2 separate regions of the Sus scrofa genome follow, and region 1 is linked to region 2. The links are chromatin contacts, called in public HiChIP or PLAC-seq maps. All regions are on one chromosome and are shown on one strand. The core of a region is the stretch at or near the end of the contact, and the rest is flanking DNA. Distances in the headings are between cores, read along the strand shown.

What was found. HiChIP or PLAC-seq counts read pairs in DNA pulled down with a chosen protein or histone mark.
Region 1: a contact with region 2 is called in an H3K27ac HiChIP or PLAC-seq map of alveolar macrophages. The contact joins the enhancer-like site here to the promoter of COX17 in region 2. A contact is called at or near these places in 7 of 47 Hi-C or Micro-C datasets (adipose tissue, embryonic fibroblasts, fetal liver and 2 more) and 2 of 2 datasets of contacts at active chromatin or transcription factors (alveolar macrophages and skeletal muscle).

What each region holds. Positions count from the first base shown.
Region 1 is chr13:140,639,273-140,642,421 of Sscrofa11.1, forward strand. It overlaps PLA1A (phospholipase A1 member A), which reads right to left. Exons shown (of 11, transcript XM_003483312.4): 10 at 891-1,055. It also overlaps a transcript of ADPRH not described here. Among named protein-coding and RNA genes, the nearest start is that of PLA1A, 25 kb to the right of the region's middle. Within about 2 kb of position 1,684, at least 3 of the 83 cell types and tissues checked have an H3K27ac peak or open chromatin away from gene starts, as enhancers often do. A contact at or near this core is called in alveolar macrophages, where this site is marked.
Region 2 is chr13:140,582,805-140,585,879 of Sscrofa11.1, forward strand. It overlaps COX17 (COX17 cytochrome c oxidase assembly homolog), which reads left to right and starts at 1,482. Exons shown (of 3, transcript NM_001348525.1): 1 at 1,482-1,733. The coding sequence starts at 1,627.

The sequences.
Region 1 (3,149 bases), core at 434-2,933, 57 kb after region 2:
CGACTAGGAACCATGAGGTTGCGGGTTCGGTCCCTGCCCTTGCTCAGTGGGTTAACGATCTGGCGTTGCCATGAGCTGTGGTGTATGTTGCAGACGCGGCTCGGATCCCGCGTTGCTGTGGCTCTGGCGTAGGCCGGTGGCTACAGCTTCGATTCAACCCCTAGCCTGGGAACCTCCATATGCCACGGGAGCGGCCCAAGAAATAGCAACAACAACAACAACAACAACAACAACAACAACAACAACAACAGACAAAAAGACAAAAGACAAAAAAAAAAAAAAAGAAAAGGAAATATGCAATGAGCCATCTTTGTTCCAATAAAATCTTATAGAGAGATTAAACAGAACAGATACAGAAAGCAGGATATATACATATGTATCAGATAAAATGGAGTTTCTTTTTCTTTTTCTTTTTTTTTTTAAGGGCCCCACCCATGGCATATGGAAGTTCCCAGGCTAGGGGTTGAATCAGAGCTGTAGCTGCCTGCCTATGTCACAGCCACAGCAATGCCAGATCTGAGACTTGTCTGTGACCTACATGACAGCTCACAGCAACGCAGGATCGGATCCTTAACCCACTGAGAGTGGCCAGGAATCAAACCCACATCCTCACGGATTCTAATCGGGTTCGTTACCACTGAGCCACAATGGGAACTCCCGTAGCTTCTTATGTTAAAGTGGGAATGGGGAATTAAAGTCCACCTTCTTTGGCTCCATAGCATCCCAACCCAAGATGGCCCTGCAGGAGGCTTAGGAAAATCCTGGATCTTTGTCATCTTTGAATCAAGGAATCTCATCACTCTGATGAGATTACCTATCAACAAAGGTCACATCTAAGGTCAGGATTAGTCCTTGTGGGGTGTCTGGGGTGGGGTGGGTACTGGGCTTACTTGTCATTGACAGGCAAAGGAGCAGTGCAGAACTTTCCGATAATAGTAGTCCGGTCTTTTTTCCAAACCCGGTGGGAAGCCTGAAGCTTGAGTTTGACTTGGTTTATCTGGCACTGAGGACTGGGGTGAGCTATGATTCCTTTCCCCTGGTGTTGCTGCCTAGGTCTGCAAGGGAAAGGGAAAGTAACTTACTGTTGCACACTTGGCCTCTGTGTCCCCTTGGCTGCTAGGGGCTCTGCAGGCAGCTTGGTCAGTTAGCTCCTGGAAGGTGGGCACACGGTCCTCTGCATCACCCTCACCAGCCTCTTGGCCCACCCCCCACAGCTTTGAGCTTGACACAGAAAACAGGTGTTGACTTTTGAAAGTGATTATGTGGACCCTGCAAGCAAAAGAGTAGCTCTTGGATTTTCACATCTGGAAAAAGTGTCATAGTTAGTGAACATCTTCACTTCTCAGGTCCACCTACCTGGAAGTAGAGGCCTCTTCTAGGACGCTCAGTTCCAAGAATTTTATGTGAGGATTACTCTATTTTAGACTGAGTATGAATGTGTTGATGGAAACAGGTAAACAAACAAACAAACAAATAGGCCTTGAAGTCCAGTGTGGTCTCTTCCCAGCTGTGGCTTTGGAGTCACACAGTCTCAGCCCTCCCTCCCCGTGCCCTGCTCTGGGCTATGGCCCATTCTAGTCCCCTCTGGGCTGAGAAAGAGGGACCATGAGAAAGAGGGAGAGCCTGGAGGGCGCTGCTTTCCCCTCCCTGCGTGGTCTTGGGTGCAGTGTGAGCCAAGCATGGTTTCCCTTTCCTTTCTGGCCTCTGTAGACTGATGAAATGTCTTTGTGTACTTTCTAGGGTTAGTCATATAGTTAGTTTTCTCCTTTTGAGGAAGATCCCATAAAAGTTAGTTTAAAAGCAGTTTTCCTTTCTCTTTCTTTCTTTCTTTCTCTCAATTTAGAAGTGTTTTGACGTATTTCGAGGAAAAAATAAGAAGCATTGTTCACTTTACAAGGCTGCTTGGATGGAGAGCCTGCAAAATAGAAGGGCTATAAAGTGAATGGCCTGGGGACTTGTCCTGGTAAATTTTCTAATTGGAAGGAAATCTTGGGATTTCACAAATTTATAGAAAGTGGGAGAAAGACCACACGTAAACCCTCCCCCCCCCTTTCTTTTTCCAATTTCTGTTCTGCAAGAGGAAACAGAAATTGAGGAATTGAAGATAATCATGTCCTGACAGCCTTATTCAAAACAGTAATGCAAATCTCTTTTAGGAGAAGAAAGAAGGAACCTATGGATGTCCATTCCAATCACTTGGGGAGCTTCTAAAAGTGTAGTGGTGGCGGCCTGGAGATTCTACTGTGATTAGTCTGGGTTGGGGCTTGCTGTCAGTATTCTTTAAAGCGCTCCAGGTGATTCTAAGGAGCAGCCAGAGTCCTGTGTCATTGTCATGATTCCTGCCAGTGTTGTTGCATCTACCAGTAACTGGAGAGGTGATAAAAACACCCTTGGAGAAGTAACATGACCTTGAGCTGATCTAATGAAAACTACTCAGCTATAATTTGCAAGGTTCACATGGATACCCCAAGACCTGTGTGAGCTGGAACCCTGGCTAGTGGCAGGGTATTTGGGAGCCCAGATGTGTGGGCTCCAGGGGAAGCCCAGGGGAAACTTACAGCACAGCTTCCATGACAGCACAGCTAATGTCCATCACTGCAGCCTAAGAAATATTTCCAACCCAAATCTGATCCTGTCACTCTCCTGTTTAAAAGAGTAGTAGCTCCCCAAACTGCTCTCAGGATGAAACCCAAAATCCCTAGCCTGTCCTTCCAGGAGTGGCGCCGTCTCGCCCTGCCTTGCCCCTCCAGCCCCATCTGCCCACACCAGGTTCCACCGATGTCTGCTCCCAGGGTTGTATCTCACCATCCCTGCCTGCGGGGAAGGATCCTGCAAGTCCTTCAGATCTTTCCTCAAACATCATTTCTCCTCACTTGGTCAGGCTCCATCTTATTTGTTCTCACAGCATCTGCCACGGCTGACAATAGTGCTTTTCTATGTATGGCCACTGGTCACATCCCTGTTTGTGCTCCATCTATCCCCCTGAAAACCACACTTCTCAGGCTCCTCAGCACAGGCAGGAGACTGCTTTGGGCAGGGATTCAGAGGGGCTGCATTTCCTCCCTGCTTCCAGCTCCTGCCAGTTAGCCCCCCTCCCCATTTGACTCTGTGTTCCACCAACCCCGCCTGGCTCTGCCCTGGGGTGGGAG
Region 2 (3,075 bases), core at 232-2,731:
ATGACAAAATGGGGATGGTCTTGGTAACTTGGAAAATACACATATAGAAATTACTTTTACACCAGTTCCCAGACACACCTCAGGATTCTGAGCTGAATCTCTGGAATACAGAAACAAACCTTAGTGTTAGGCTGCATCCCGCAGGTCTGCAAGCCCTGTGCCTACCCAGCTTCATGACTGAAGAGCCCAGAGTCAGTGACAGAGACATGGATGGTTTAATGGCCAGGGGGTTCTTACATGTCTGACAGGACATGGTAAAGTCTCTGCTCCTGGAGGGGAAGGGGAGATTGCCAGTTACAGTGGGAATTGACATCAGGTTGGCACATGAGTTACCAGGGAGACCAGCAGAGAGGCACTGCCCTCACCGCTCTTTAGATAAGAACAATCTCATTGCTGGGGCCTGGGACAAATATGTAGAAAGGTCAATCATGCACTTAGGGGTTGGTGGAGCAGGAAATGGTGGAGCAGGGAATGTACAAAGAGCAAGAAAACAGCCATCTTGAGGGGCAATACCATTGGCTGGTTTAGGTGATAAGCAATGTTTGATTAACCAAAGTGCGTATCCCTAGACAGCTATTTTAACAATGCCTGGAAGTCCTGCTTTAAAAAATAAGTTCATCCTTCCTCAAACAATTCTCTGCAGGAAAAAAACTTAATGGTTATGTCCATTCTATTGCAAATACTGTCTAAGTTTACTTATTTACCTAGATGGATAGGTATTAACTGAATTTGAGGAATGACAATGAAAAGGCATTTTAAAATTTTACTAACCAATATATTTGCCCTATGATTGGCAATTCATATGGAAATCAATTCAGTTGGAGAGGGAGCTATAAACACTAACTAGCTGAGGATTTAAAGCGTGTGGGTGAGGTAAGGTTCCCAGGCTAGGGGTCTAATCGGAGACACAGCTGCTGCCAGCTTATGCCACAGCCACATCAACACCTGATCTGAGCCCTGTCTGTGACCTACACCACAGCTCAGGGCAACGCTGGATCCTTAAACCACTGAACGAGGCCAGGGATAGAACCCGAAACCTCATGGTTCCTAGTCTGATTCGTTTGCGCTGACCACTAGGGAACTCCTTTGCTACTCACTTTTAACTAGAGCGGTGAAGTGGGGTGGTGAAGGCAGTAAGGCAGATAATGGCAAGCATAAGATGCCGGGCGCTAAGTCTGTTACTCAAGAGGAATTGGCTTTCACTAGTGTTTTTTTTTTTTTTCTGTAGCATAGACAGGTCATTTCACCTTCTTGAGTTTCAGTTTTCGACTTCGAGCTGGGTGTATGGTTGAGAGCTCTCCGAGTTGCCTTACGGGTCTCCTCATTTGTGGGTCCTCTCAATGCTGGTCTACAAACATCGCTGCACTTTACCTGGGCTCTCTGCACCTGCGCGGAAAAGGCGCCCTAGCACTAAGGCCATCATTCGGCCTCTTCTGCGCACGCGCGTGCCCTTTAAAACATTTTTCCTCTTTACCTCCTCCCTTCCTCCCAGTTCGTCAGAGTGAGAGGCAGGACTTCCTGTTCTGTTTTGGAGCGACTGCCGGAAATAACTGCGGGCGAATCGGCGTGTCCGGAGGCCGGTAGAGTTTGGGGTGGCAGAGCTAATTGCAGCTTTCGGCGCGAAAAATGCCGGGTCTGGCGGCCGCAATCCCTGCCCCGCCTGAATCGCAGGAGAAGAAGCCGCTGAAGCCCTGCTGCGCCTGCCCGGAGACCAAGAAAGCGCGCGATGCGTGGTCAGTGCGCAGCCGGGGAGGGGGCGGCGGGGCAGGCTCCGTGCACTGCCTTCGGGTGCCGCTGCCCGGACTAGGGCTGGTCGTGGCCCTCACTTTGCCGCGGGGCTCTCTTGAGGGTTATAGACCTGGGTAGGCTTCGCAGTCAGCTGTCTGTAGACTGAGCTCGTAGCTTACCCTGGGGAAAAGGTTGAAGGGATCAGAGAGAGGTCAGATTGACCCGCCGCGCTCAATCCAGGCATTCCTTCCTACAAAAGGTTTTTCATCAGCTGTTATGGGTCAAACATTGCTTTAGGACCGAAGGCTTGTAAACGGATGGATGCTACTTGATTTAAAGAAACACAGGAGTTCCCGTGGTGGCTCACCGGATTAAGAACCCGACCAGCAGCCATAAGGATGCAGTTTCGATCCCTGGTCTGTTCAGTGGGTAAAGGAGCCGGCCCTGCAAACTGCAGGGTAGGTCGGTCGCAGATGCCAATGGGATCTGTGTGGCTGTGGCTGCGGTGTAGGCCGGCATATGCAGCTCTGATTCAGCCCCTAGCCTGGGAACTTCCATATGTCCCAGGTGCGGCCCTTAAAAAAAAGTAAAGGGAAACAGTTAATGGAAACGTTTTTCAATGATTGCTCTACTATGGTTTATGGGCCATGATAGAAGACTTGGCAAAATCAGAGTTCCCTTGTGGTGAGAGGGGTTAAGGATCCCACGTGGTCTCAGCAGCGACTGCCGTGGGGCGGGTTCGATCTCTTTTCGGGAAGTTGCACATAGTTCCCCCGCGGCCAAGAAAAAAAGATTTATCAAGATCAAAGAGTAAAAGTTTTCCGGTTTTCTGGTAATTTCTCCCCGAATTTAGTCATAGTAGGGTACAAGGTACATTTCTTAACGGTACAGAAAATCCCCTAAACTCTTCCCCCCACCGTTTTAGGTAGATAATTTAAAAATCAACTAGGCTATAACATATGTGACACTGTAGTGTTCAGAATTGTTTATCTAAATTACCATCAACCTGCAAAAGGTTTTCATTTCTTCTTACTGTATACAGCCTCTGTTGTGGAACAAATCTCAGAAGGAATCTTCAGATAATGTGAATGTACACCTCTCCCTCCAGTCCCTTTTTGTCCTCACATAAAAAGTAAAGAAATCATAAGTGACATAGTGGGAAAATATGAGTGGTAGGAGCCAAGTGCTTTTTGTTAATATCCACTACTGTGCACATAATACTGTTAAGGGAGATTCAAAAGACTACGATCAGATACTATGCTTCCACATTAACTGTTAAGTGCTTATTGAACCTTCAGACCATATGATATTATGATGGAGCCTGGGATCTAGTGTCAAGGTTTGAAT